Linked DNA regions of Sus scrofa: regions 2, 3 and 4 are each linked to region 1. The links are chromatin contacts, called in public HiChIP or PLAC-seq maps. All regions are on one chromosome and are shown on one strand. Each heading gives the region's core, a stretch centred on a gene start, on an enhancer-like site or on the middle of the called end of the contact. The rest is flanking DNA. Distances are from core to core; before and after follow the strand shown. Region 1 holds the start of PRPF40A (pre-mRNA processing factor 40 homolog A). Region 2 holds the start of SFT2D3 (vesicle transport protein SFT2C). Region 3 holds the start of WDR33 (pre-mRNA 3' end processing protein WDR33). Region 4 holds the start of LIMS2 (LIM and senescent cell antigen-like-containing domain protein 2).

Region 1 (2,700 bases), core at 177-2,676:
CGCAGGTCACGGGCTACTCGGTCGCATCCCTCCTCCTCATCGACTTCACCCTCACCCCAGCTGTCTCCCTGAGTGGAAGCGGAAAATGCCGGCCGAGCGAACGGGACAGGGGTACCCGGACGACGGCGCAGAGGGGCCGGGCGCCTCCCGCTCTCCACGAACGACATGGCGGGAAAGACAGTGAGGCCCAGAGAGCGAGCGTTGTTCACCAGCCCCTCCCCGCGGTCCCAGCAGCCAATCAACGGCCCCCCCCCGGCCTAAACCACCAGACAGAGGCGCGCAGGGGTGCGCAAGGGTGGGCGGCTGGGCGGGTAAGGTGCTGTGGAGTTGGAGAGGCTGGGCGTCCCAGGATCAGGGTACTACCCTCAAGCTGTAGGAGGGAAGGCGAGCAGAGAAGAGCGCAGAGGGGAGGAAAGAAGAGGCCGAAGGCAGTCAAGTCCCCTATCCCTGCACAGGTTCGTCTCGCCCTGAGACCTCGGCCATCGCAGCGTCGCCTCTAAGCAAGAGCGCGGCCCGGCAGCCCCAAAGTCGCACCTTCGTGGCACCCGGTCCTAGCGCCCGCCATGCGCCCTAATACACATTACCGACTCAATTTGTTTTCTCACTTTTACGCCTTACACTCGCTCCTACCTCCACCCCCGCTTCCCTCCACGGCAGTTCACCACCCCGCACCCTCACCTCCCTTAACAGCCCATTCCTCCTTCCCTTACGTTTTGTTCTCCCCGCCCCACTACAACTTCCCACCACGCAGCTTGGCACGCCTCCGGCTCCCCTCACTCCCCTATCCCGGCGCCCGCTCCCCAGTTGGATCTTACGGAGATCGAACCTTCTCAAGACCCCTCCTCTAGCCTTCTTCGCCCCCTCCCTCCAACTCGATCCGCCCCCCGCGCGCGCGCGCGCGCGCGTATCCGGCCACCGCTAACGCTAGAAGCTTTCCCCACCCCCACCCCCACCCTACCATCCCACCCCACCCTACCACCCCACCCCACCCCAGGCGGCCTCAGGTTTGTGGGGGCGTACGTAACTCGGGCGGGGGGTGAAGGTGGCAGAACCCCACTGCCCCACCCCCTTCGGGGTGAGGCGAACTAAGCTCGGGAGGCTGAGACACAGACGTCTTCCCTTCCCTGGGGTAAGTTACTGGAGTTTTTCCCCAAGAGGACTTGCAACAGAAACTTCCTCCGTCCCCCTCCCCCCTCCATGCAGGCGACGCCGAGTGAGGCTGAGGTTGGGAGCGAATCGCCGAAGAGCTGCGTGTCGGCAGCGCAGTCTGATTGGACAGCGGAGAAGCCTGTCAGCTTATTGGCCCCGCTGGTTCCGCCCCGTAGCGCAGGGCAGCCTTTAACCTTTGGCCCCAGTGGGCTCCAGCCACTCAGATCGCTTCTTGTTGGTATGTGTAGCGGCAGTGGCCGCCGGCGGAGCAGTCTGAGCCCGACGATGAGGCCGGGGACGGGAGCTGAGCGAGGAGGCCTCATGGTGAGTGAAATGGAGAGCCATCCTCCCTCGCGGGGTCCCGGGGACGGGGAGCGGAGATTGTCCGGCTCAAGCCTCTGCTCCAGCTCTTGGGTCTCTGCTGACGGCTTCCTGAGGAGACGGCCCTCGGTAAGGGATCGGTGGGGCAGGGGAAAGCGGCACAATGAAAACGGAGTCAGAGAGAGAGGAAGCTTTCTCCCAAAGGAGAAGAAGATGAGAGTGGACGAAGGAAGAGCTCGAGATGGTGGGATATGTTCCGGGGGAGAGAAATGGAGGGCGGGGGTGCACAAAGAAAAGGAAGTGGGACCCTGGAAGTTGCTGGTGGGTTTGGCCTAGGCAGTTGCGCGTTGGTTGTGCTGGTCGCGGGCGGGGTGAGCGTTTTGGAGAGGTAGGCCTGACTTAGCCGTGTTGGGGAGGCGGAGATTTGATTCTGTAGAGTCTAAAACAGGCTGCCAGAATTTCTTCACCTGTGTTAGTGGTGTCCGTAGCGGGAGGACAGCTGGGAGAATTGGCAGGAGATAGTTACCTGGTTTTAAGGCCTGGAACAATGAAGACACAGGTAAAGAAAGTAGTTGTCTTTTTATAGGAGCTCGTTAAGATGGATGAATTAGTTATTTACTTTAGTATCTATGAATGACAGACCTCGGTCTTTGGGATTTTTTTTTTTTTTTGGCATAAGTAATTTTTCTCAAAGATTCTGTTGTAAGTAGTATGTTTATGTATTAAGAGTGAAGTGTTCCTGAGGATCCATACTGTTGGTGTTTTATAAGGGTAGCCCTTATCTGAGTTAATTTGGTAACTTCGGCATTTTAAAGTTTAAAATCAATGTAGAAAGTAAGGATAAATGGCGCAATAAAATAAAAATAAGCTGTCTTATATCTGTGAAGTAGGACAAAGCTGTGGTTTTCACCATGATAGTTTTTAGGCTGGCGTTTAAACTGTATTCTCTCACTTTAGCAAGCCATTTAGTAATTGATTAAATCATCATGTTTTAAAAAATGAATTAGGTATCCAGTAATGATTTTAATTTTTTCCACTTTCTGAAATTTGCTAAGTTGCAGATTTAAGACCAGAAAGTAAATGTTGAATCAATAGTTTAGTCACATATTAGACAAATATAATGTTATGCGCATAACTGACTTGTTGAAGTCAGATTTTTGAGAAGCATTTATTAGTCTTCGTTAATTTTTGAGATGCATTTATCGGTCTTTGCTAATTTGTAAATTTTCC
Region 2 (2,700 bases), core at 66-2,565, 800 kb after region 1:
CTTTGAGTGGTTTTGTGGGTAATAAAACCTCCATCAGCTGGAAAAAGTTAACTGCATGTTCACTACCAGCATGTAGACCCCAGACTGGTTGGAATCAGAAGGCTGATGACTGAGATTCCTAAAACATCACCCTGTTACCTCACCAACAACCATTCAGAGAAATGTGCATGAGCACAATCATGCAGCCAGTAACCCTCCCCTCACACTACCTTTAAAAATCCTTCCCTAAAAGCCTATACGGGGAGTTCCCATTGTGGCTCAGAGGGTTAAGAACCCAACTAGTACCCATGAGGATGCGGGTTCATAGGCTGACAGCTGCAGCTCCAACTCGACCCCTAGCCTGGAAACTTCCATGTGCTGCAGGTGCAGCCCTAGGAAAAAAGAAAAAAAAAATGAAACTGAATTGTACTGTTTCTTTTTTTTTTTTCTTGCTTTTGCTCTTTAGGGCTGTACCCTCCGCATATCCAAGATCCCAGGCTACGTGTCTATTCAGAGCTACAGATTCCGGCCTGCAACAGCACCACAGGATCCGAGCTGCATCTTCGTCCTACACCACAGCTCACAGCAACCAACCCACTGGGCAAGGTCAGGAACTGAACCTGCATCCTCACGGATACAGTTGGATTCATTTCCGCTGAGCCATGACAAGAACTCCTGATTTGTACTGTTCCTGCAAGAAAGAAAAGAAAAGAGCAAAAGCAAAGAAAAAGCAAAGCCTCTTGGGTCAGGTCATCTGAGACACAGTGCTTGGTGCCCTGCAAAACACACTGCTCTTTCCTCCACCACAACACAGTGTCAGAGTGGCTTTGCTCATTGGACAAGTGGACCAGGTTTTGGTTCAGGAAAACAGACAATGTTATGGGAATTTAATGGGGAAAATTGGTTATACAGATAACAGACTGAAAATCCAGAGATAACAACAGCAGAAAGCCATTAATACCTACCTCTTCATATTGCACAAAGGAGTGTTGTTATCGGCTGGGGTCACCCAGGGGAAGCCAGTACCAGGTGGTAAGGCGCTAGTACAGCCAGACTCTGTAGACTGAGTTTCCCTTACCATTGGCTTTAGAGGCAGCCATCTCAGACCAGATGAGAGCAAGATCAGAATGACCTGACATGTCAGGAAACTGGGACCCAGAAATGTCAGGAACACAGAACGGTGGACAAGAAATACATGACATGCCGCTTGAAAGACTCAAAAATATTGCCAAGCCTCTGCTAAAATGCGAGAAAAGCAAATTGGTGGGGGTGGCCAGTTAACTCTTCAACTCTGTAGCTTTTCCAAAGAAATTACCTAAAGTCCTGCAGTGAGGTTTTTAAAAAGTTAAATTTATTAAGATAGAGGTTAGCGTAATTATAAGAAACACGTAAGTCTGGAGTAGCCTCCCCATTTCCCCCAAAGGCAACATCTTGGAAAAACTACTGCACATCTCAACAGGATACAGATATCCATTAGGTCAAGATACATTAAGTATCCCTCAAGTTCTTTCATAGCCGCACAGACTCACCCCCCCCCCCAACTTTTAATGCTTCCACGATTTATCCAGGACTTAAGGGCGCCTACACCGTACCAAAGACTGCCGAGTGCCGGCACAAGTGGAACCTCCAGAACTAGCTTCACAGTAGTCTGCTAAGACAGTAGATCCTCAGGCTCCGCCCCTTCCGTCATGGCCGACCAACAGCCGCTGGAGGGCCGAACCGTTTCCAACAGCAACTGAATAGAACCGGAAGCGGGCGGCAGTCCACCCCTCCCAGGAGCCGCTGTCCAAGATGGCGGACCTCCACCGCCAACTACAAGAGTATCTGGCGCAGGGGAAAGCGGGTGGGCAGGCGGCTGCTGAGCCACTGCTAGCCACGGAAGAGAAGGAGGAGCCCGAGGCGGGGGCCGGAGCGACGGGGGCGTGGTTGGGCCGCGCAGGCCTGCGTTGGACTTGGGCGCAGAGCCCTGCGGAGCCGGCGGCGGCGGCAGCAGGACCGACGTGCTTGCCAAGCCTGACGCGCACTCAGCGGCTGGTGGCGAGCGGGGTGTGCCTGCTAATGGCCGCGCTCTGCTTCGGCCTTGCTGCACTCTACGCGCCCGTGTTGCTGCTGCGCGCCCGCAAGTTCGCGCTGCTCTGGTCCCTGGGCTCGGTGCTGGCCCTAGCGGGCGGCATGATCCTGCGGGGCGGCGCTGCTTGCGAACGTTTGCTGCGCGGCGAGGAGGTGCCGTCGCGGCCGGCGCTGCTCTACGTGGCCGCGCTGGGAACTACGCTGTACGCGGCACTGGGTCTGCGCAGTACGTTGCTCACGGGGCTGGGCGCCTGCGCGCAGGTGGCCGCGCTGCTGGCTGGGCTCTGCGGACTGCTGCCCCGGGGCACAGGCACGGCGCTGCGCCTCACTCTTGGGCGCCTGGGCCCGGGCGCCGCCCTCGCCAAGGCGCTACCTGTGTGAGAGGCCTAGGGCCCGCGCCATCGGAAAGGACGCATCGTCTGCTCCGGGACTCGCTGTCGGGAGATCACGCCAAGCCAGCCACCGGGGCCCAGCGCCTGCCGAGCCGAGGACTGCAACCTCCGGTTCCCAGACCGCGCGGAGCAAATGCTCCTTGCCAGAGAATCTGTAAACGCTGAGCGGCTGTTAAAAACTGAGACTTGAGCAGTTTCGGAAGATCCTCGATTTCAGCGTTTTGTGCTATACTCGATAGCACGTGCTGTGAAAACCAGA
Region 3 (2,700 bases), core at 87-2,586, 920 kb after region 1:
AGTGTACTTTAAAAGTCAACTCATTGCTCCCGAGGTATTTCTCATAAATCTTTTTTTTCAAATTCTGATGTCTCCCGAAGTTTCCAACAGCCTACTATCATTTGCTAAGAAATTACTTTAAAACATTCTTGAGAGACTTTTCTATCAAAAACCTGTGCTTTTCTGATTTGATTTAAACAGATCCAATTACGGGAATTCCTATCGACCAGCCTCCTTCTCCTTTCTGCGGAAGAGCTACCAACCACAGGGATTTACAACAAAGTACCAACTTTTTTTTTCTTTCCTTAAAAAAAAGAACGCTTTCTAAGAACCTAAAAATCTAGTTGCCAAAAGGCAACTTAAAATTGGAGATGCGCAGGGAGTTATTAAAGAATTTTCAGAGAACATGATCTAAACCAAACAAAGTAGGAATGTAACTGTTCCAAAGGAGGAACAGGGGTTTTATGCCTGTCAAGCTTTAGATTTATATCTGTGAAAATTGCCGATTTCAAGCCATAATAATTACGAGACTAAACCTTCCGCCGTTTTACAGGTTTCTCATTAACTAACTTCCCGTGACCCCTTCAACCAACCACTCAAAGCCACACTCATTCAACTCTCGGCCCAACCCCTTCCACTCCCGCCCCAAATTTCAGTTTAACGCGCTTCCACCTCCAAACTTCACAGCTTTATCCATAACCTTACTACTACCTACGTCTTCTAGTCGTCACTTGTCCCCAGTCAGAGTTTTAGTCCTACCATGCCCTCCTTTCCCGGTCTGCCGCAAGCTTCCAAGCCCTCCCCCCTAAGTGCTGAAACCGCCACAAAAAGCCCCAGACAGAGATCCTCTCTGCTCTTCCAACCTGTTCCCAAGCGCCCCTCTAGGCCCCCAAAGCACGCAACGGCCGAGATGGAAAATGGCGGAGAGTGCCGCCGCCTGCTGCAGGCGACCGGTCCCGTGCCGCCGCCAGACTCACCCTCCGGGGCTGAGCAGAGCTCCCAATGACTGGCGAGCGAAATGTCGGTCTTCACAGCCGGGAACGTCTCTCCTTCCTGGCCTCCCCCCTCCGCCCGTCTCAATCCCACTCCTCCAAAAGAGCAGCCGCCATCTTCCCCTATGAACCACCGAGCGCACGCCTATGCGTCATCACGCATCGGCATACGCTACTACGTCACGCGCGTCTGGGCCGACGGGCTCTTTAGAGTTCAAACTGCGCATGTGTGCAGGTGAGAGGCGGGACCTTGTTGCAAACCACGTGGCTTCACTGAACAACTCCTTTGTTCCAGCTCAGTGGAGATCGGCGCTGTCTGGAACGAGGAGGAAAGAGGAGCGGGTGGTCTCGCCTGTTTTCTTCACATTGTGAGCTAACCTTGATGCTTTCAAAAATACCCCGGTTTCCAAAATTTGAATAGGAAATTTATTCGGGGTGGTGCTGCAGTCCCGTTTATTCATCCGTGAAATCAGAGCACCTGCCTGAGAATATTTTGAGAATTTAAATGAAGGCTCGGAGTTGAGTCAAGCATACAGTTTTCGTACTTTAGATACCTCTAGGTTATCTCGTTTCCTCACTGAGAGTTGAGACCAGGTTATAAAAATTGAGCCCTGAGGTGCAACCACTTTGGAAAACTTTACACAGTCGCTCCTAAAGTTTAGCATCCCCCCACTCTGAGACTCGGTAGTCCCATTCCAAGAGGGCTGAGTGCATACGTTCACCAAAGGCATGCACAGCAATGTTTAAAGCAGTTTTTTGTTGTTGTTGTTGTTGTTGTTTGTAATAATCACTGGTAACTCAAACGCCCATCAGCAGTTGTGTAAACAAGTTATGATGTGGTCATGCAGTGAGCTACTATGTAGCAACAGGAAATTCAGACATATCTCAGACATACTGCGTGTTCTATTCCCCACAACTGTAATAAAGCTAATATTTAAATAAAGTGAATCACAAATTTTTTGGTATCTAGCGCATATGTTATATTTGCACTATACTGTAGTCTTTAAGTGTGCAATAGCACTAAGTTAAAACAAGTACACACCTTACTTTTAGAAGGCTTTATTGCTAAAAAAAAAAAAAAATCCTTTATCTGACAACGCAGGGTTGCCACAAACTTTCACTTAGTTTTTTTTTTTTTTTTTTAAAGGCAATAGCAGTGAAGCACAATAAAAGAAGGTATGTCTGGGAGTTCCTGTTGTGGCTCAGCAGAAAGGAATCTGACCAGTATCCCTGAGGATGCTGATTCCATCCCTGGCCTCGCTGTGTGGGTTAAGGATCCAGTGTTGCCCTGAGCTATGGTGTAGATCCCAGATGCAGCTCCAATCCCACCTTGCTGTGACTGTGACATAGGCCTGCAGCTGTAGCTCCGATTTGCCCCCCAGCCTGGTAACTTCCATATGCCGTGGGTGCAGCCCTTAAAAGCAGAAAAAACAAAAACAAAAAAACAAAAAAGGTTTGTCTGTAACTACTGATAAATGCAACAAACTTGATGAATATCATAAATTTCCTTCTGTCAGGCACAAAAGAAGACACTGGATGATCCCATTTATAGAAAGTTAAGAATACAACTAAAACAAACAAGTTGCCTTCTAATTTTAGGATAAAAAATTTAAGTCAACATGAATCAAGAATCTTAAAAAAATGTATTACTTTTCATTCTAATTCCTCTTCTAAAAATCTATCCTAAGGATATTCTCAGAAGTGTGCAAAAAGGGAATTCCCATTGTGG
Region 4 (2,700 bases), core at 125-2,624, 770 kb after region 1:
CAGGATCAGTGCTGGTTCCTGGGGCTGCCCTAAGACAGTGTGCCCCTGCAGGCTGGGTGACCACCCTGCACAACACCTGGGTTTGGGGCCACTACTCTGCCCTCAAATTCCTGGGCACTGACAGACTCTCCAAGCCCCTTTCCCTAACAAAGCTGCAGAGTCCCCTCCACCTGCCAGACCCAAGTCAAGGGGTCAAGAAGACCTGTGTCCTCCTCCCAGGCTTGGCTGGAAGGCGGTGGCAGGGCCTCACAGACCAGCCCCTCCTACCTCGCCAGGAGCCATGCACTTGTACTGGCCAGTACCAGAAAGGGCTGCAGAGGTCAACACTGGGCGGCCACTGGTGGACATGTGACTGGCCTGTTGAGTCACTCGGCCTCTGTGGTCTCTGTTACCTCGTCTGTGAAATGGCCACAAGGTGTATGAGGAGGGTCCCTGGCCCACCCCTGTACAGCTTGTGTTTGGGGACGCTTCTGGCCAGGCCCCCCACAAAGACCTTTTACTATTTTTACCGTTTTTGCCATTCCAGGTTTACAGAGGAGGAAACACAAGGCTCCGGAGGCGAGGCCTCACCAGGCTCCCACGGCTGGGGGAGGGGAATCTGGGAGAAGCCCGCAGCCTAGTTTTTGACGCCTTGCTCTTTAGCTGGCTGTGACCTTGACCAGGTCTCCAGCCCCTCTGGGCGCCCGCTCTCCGTGGGCAGGAGGTAACGGCCCCAACGTTCACCACCGAAGGTGCAGGGAACAGGACATACCCTCCACCTGCCGCTACCCGGGCAGCTGGAGCTAGGGACCCGCCGGCGCGAGGTAGGGGTGGAGGGGCTGGAGCACCAGGCCAGGCGGGCGGGGGTCCAGTCGCGCAGCCCCGCCCAGCCAGGCGCCCACTCCCAGGTCCGCGGCGCCCTCCGCCCAGGGGCGCAGGCGGGGGCAGTTACCTTCCCGTCATGGTGGCTGCGCGCGCTGAACCGGGGCCGCGTCGGGACCCCCTGAGCCGCCGCCGCCGCCGCCGCCGCCGCCGAAAGCCGAGCGCCCGCCAGCAGGTCCGCGCACAGAGAGAGGAGACGCCCAAAAAAGGCCGGGAGCCGCTCAGCCGGCCGCGCAGCCCAGCCCAGCCCGCGGAGCGGGAGGTGGGGGCCGGGACTGGAGGGCGGAGTGGGCCCGCCCCTCCCGCTAGATGGGGGTGGGGAAAGGGGTAGGGGCGGCAAAGGCGATGGGAGCCGAGGGCTGGAAGGCAGGGATGGGGGCCACGCCACCCGCGCAGCCTTGTCTCTAGGGACACCCGAGCGCGGCCTGCAGCGGGCGTGGGTCACGTCCTCCCGGCTCCTTTGCTCGCCACCTCCCGGATTCCGGGCATAGCTTTCCTTTAAAAGGGAGTGAAGTTATATTAAATGCGAACTAGCCCCCTATCCCCGCCGGCGCGCTCCGCCCGGCGCTCCCCCTGAGCTATCACGGGCGCGCTGGAACACGTGTGTGCCGGGGCTAAGGGAACGCGGGAGAGAGCGACGATGCTGAGACCACCTCGCCGCTGGCCCAGAACCAGGAGGTCACCGCGCTCCCCTCAGATAGACATTCCTGGGTACCGACTCCATCCCGGGGCACTGGGGAGTCCAGGTCCACGCAGTACCCCTTCCCCGAGAGGTCAAGGTCGAGGGGCAACCCTCTGAATCATGAGCCTGATTCTGCATACTGAGATGCCAGGCCAGTGCCCTCCTCAGGTGATAACTATTTCATCCAAATCTGTGAGCAGTCCCCTAACTTAGCAAAAGGTACTTTATAAAGACAAACCAAACCGAAGCTGGGGAGGAAAACCAAGTACCCCTGGGTCTTATGAAGAAGCGCTAGTGACATGCTAAAGAAGAGCCGTTGAAGTGAAGAGCAGTTGAAGTGAATGGTGATAGAAAACCACTTAGGGAACTATTTAGTCTGAGAAGAATTCTTAAACAAAATAAAACCCTCGCTCTGCCTAAAGGCAGATATTTCTAGGGGGACAGTGGCATGTTGCTCATCCCTGGAAGCAGCCCAAATGCCATGGCGGGAACAGAGCTGAGCAGCCTGGTCTGTTAACCTGACTGAACATTGCATTACTTCTTGGCAACTATAAAGACTATGGAGAAATGGCCATGTGAAATAGCAACCCACAAATAAACAGTGGAATTCAGAAAGATGAATTGATACTAATGTGCAGTGTAATAGCTGCAGAATAAGCTTGAGAAAGGCATCCATCCCTAAGCAGCTGATTATCTTGAAGCCGGTGTGGTTTGCAGTTGTTCTTTTTGCAAATGTGTCTTAGCTGATTCTGTTTAATTTGATGGCTGATTAAGCAGAAAGTATGATTTCTTGGCTCATCTGCCTGTTGAAGGAGAAATGCTTTCCATAACTGCCAACAGAGAGAGGCAAGTGTGCTGGAAGCGGTGCACCAGAAATAAGCAGTGCCTGAATCAAATATTGGGGTCCTGTAGGAAATTCAGGGGATGAAAAATAGAAGGCAGAGCACCAAAGGGACCTGCTTCCTCCCTGGAGGGGATCCCACACCTGCCTTCCAGCCTTGCAGCCTCCCTTTGTGTGGTTGCCCAGCAGAAAAGGATCTGCCTGTGGCCAAACCAGAGCCCTCTGCTTCTCACCTATCACCCAGCGTCCCTCATCCCTGGGCCAAGGGCAAACTCAGCAAGAGTTCAGTGGCGACTGTGGCATTGCTCAGCCCCGC

Evidence for each region. HiChIP or PLAC-seq counts read pairs in DNA pulled down with a chosen protein or histone mark.
Region 2: an H3K27ac HiChIP or PLAC-seq map of alveolar macrophages shows a contact between it and region 1. The contact joins the promoter of SFT2D3 here to the promoter of PRPF40A in region 1. A contact is called at or near these places in 1 of 5 promoter capture datasets (liver), 6 of 47 Hi-C or Micro-C datasets (heart right ventricle, liver, omental adipose tissue and 2 more) and 2 of 2 datasets of contacts at active chromatin or transcription factors (alveolar macrophages and skeletal muscle).
Region 3: a contact with region 1 is called in an H3K27ac HiChIP or PLAC-seq map of alveolar macrophages. The contact joins the promoter of WDR33 here to the promoter of PRPF40A in region 1. A contact is called at or near these places in 1 of 5 promoter capture datasets (liver), 1 of 47 Hi-C or Micro-C datasets (heart right ventricle) and 1 of 2 datasets of contacts at active chromatin or transcription factors (alveolar macrophages).
Region 4: a contact with region 1 is called in an H3K27ac HiChIP or PLAC-seq map of alveolar macrophages. The contact joins the promoter of LIMS2 here to the promoter of PRPF40A in region 1. A contact is called at or near these places in 1 of 5 promoter capture datasets (liver) and 2 of 2 datasets of contacts at active chromatin or transcription factors (alveolar macrophages and skeletal muscle).

What each region holds. Positions count from the first base shown.
Region 1 is chr15:60,438,106-60,440,805 of Sscrofa11.1, reverse strand. It overlaps PRPF40A (pre-mRNA processing factor 40 homolog A), which reads left to right and starts at 1,426. Exons shown (of 26, transcript NM_001244573.1): 1 at 1,426-1,599. The coding sequence starts at 1,435. ARL6IP6 (ADP-ribosylation factor-like protein 6-interacting protein 6) reads right to left here and starts at 1,218. Exons shown (of 4, transcript XM_001926700.7): 1 at 1-1,218. The coding sequence starts at 167.
Region 2 is chr15:59,642,031-59,644,730 of Sscrofa11.1, reverse strand. It overlaps SFT2D3 (vesicle transport protein SFT2C), which reads left to right and starts at 1,315. Exons shown (of 1, transcript XM_005671832.3): 1 at 1,315-2,700. The coding sequence starts at 1,771. The coding sequence ends at 2,430.
Region 3 is chr15:59,518,468-59,521,167 of Sscrofa11.1, reverse strand. It overlaps WDR33 (pre-mRNA 3' end processing protein WDR33), which reads right to left and starts at 1,336. Exons shown (of 22, transcript XM_021075457.1): 1 at 957-1,336.
Region 4 is chr15:59,671,182-59,673,881 of Sscrofa11.1, reverse strand. LIMS2 (LIM and senescent cell antigen-like-containing domain protein 2) reads right to left here and starts at 1,374. Exons shown (of 9, transcript XM_021076158.1): 1 at 932-1,374.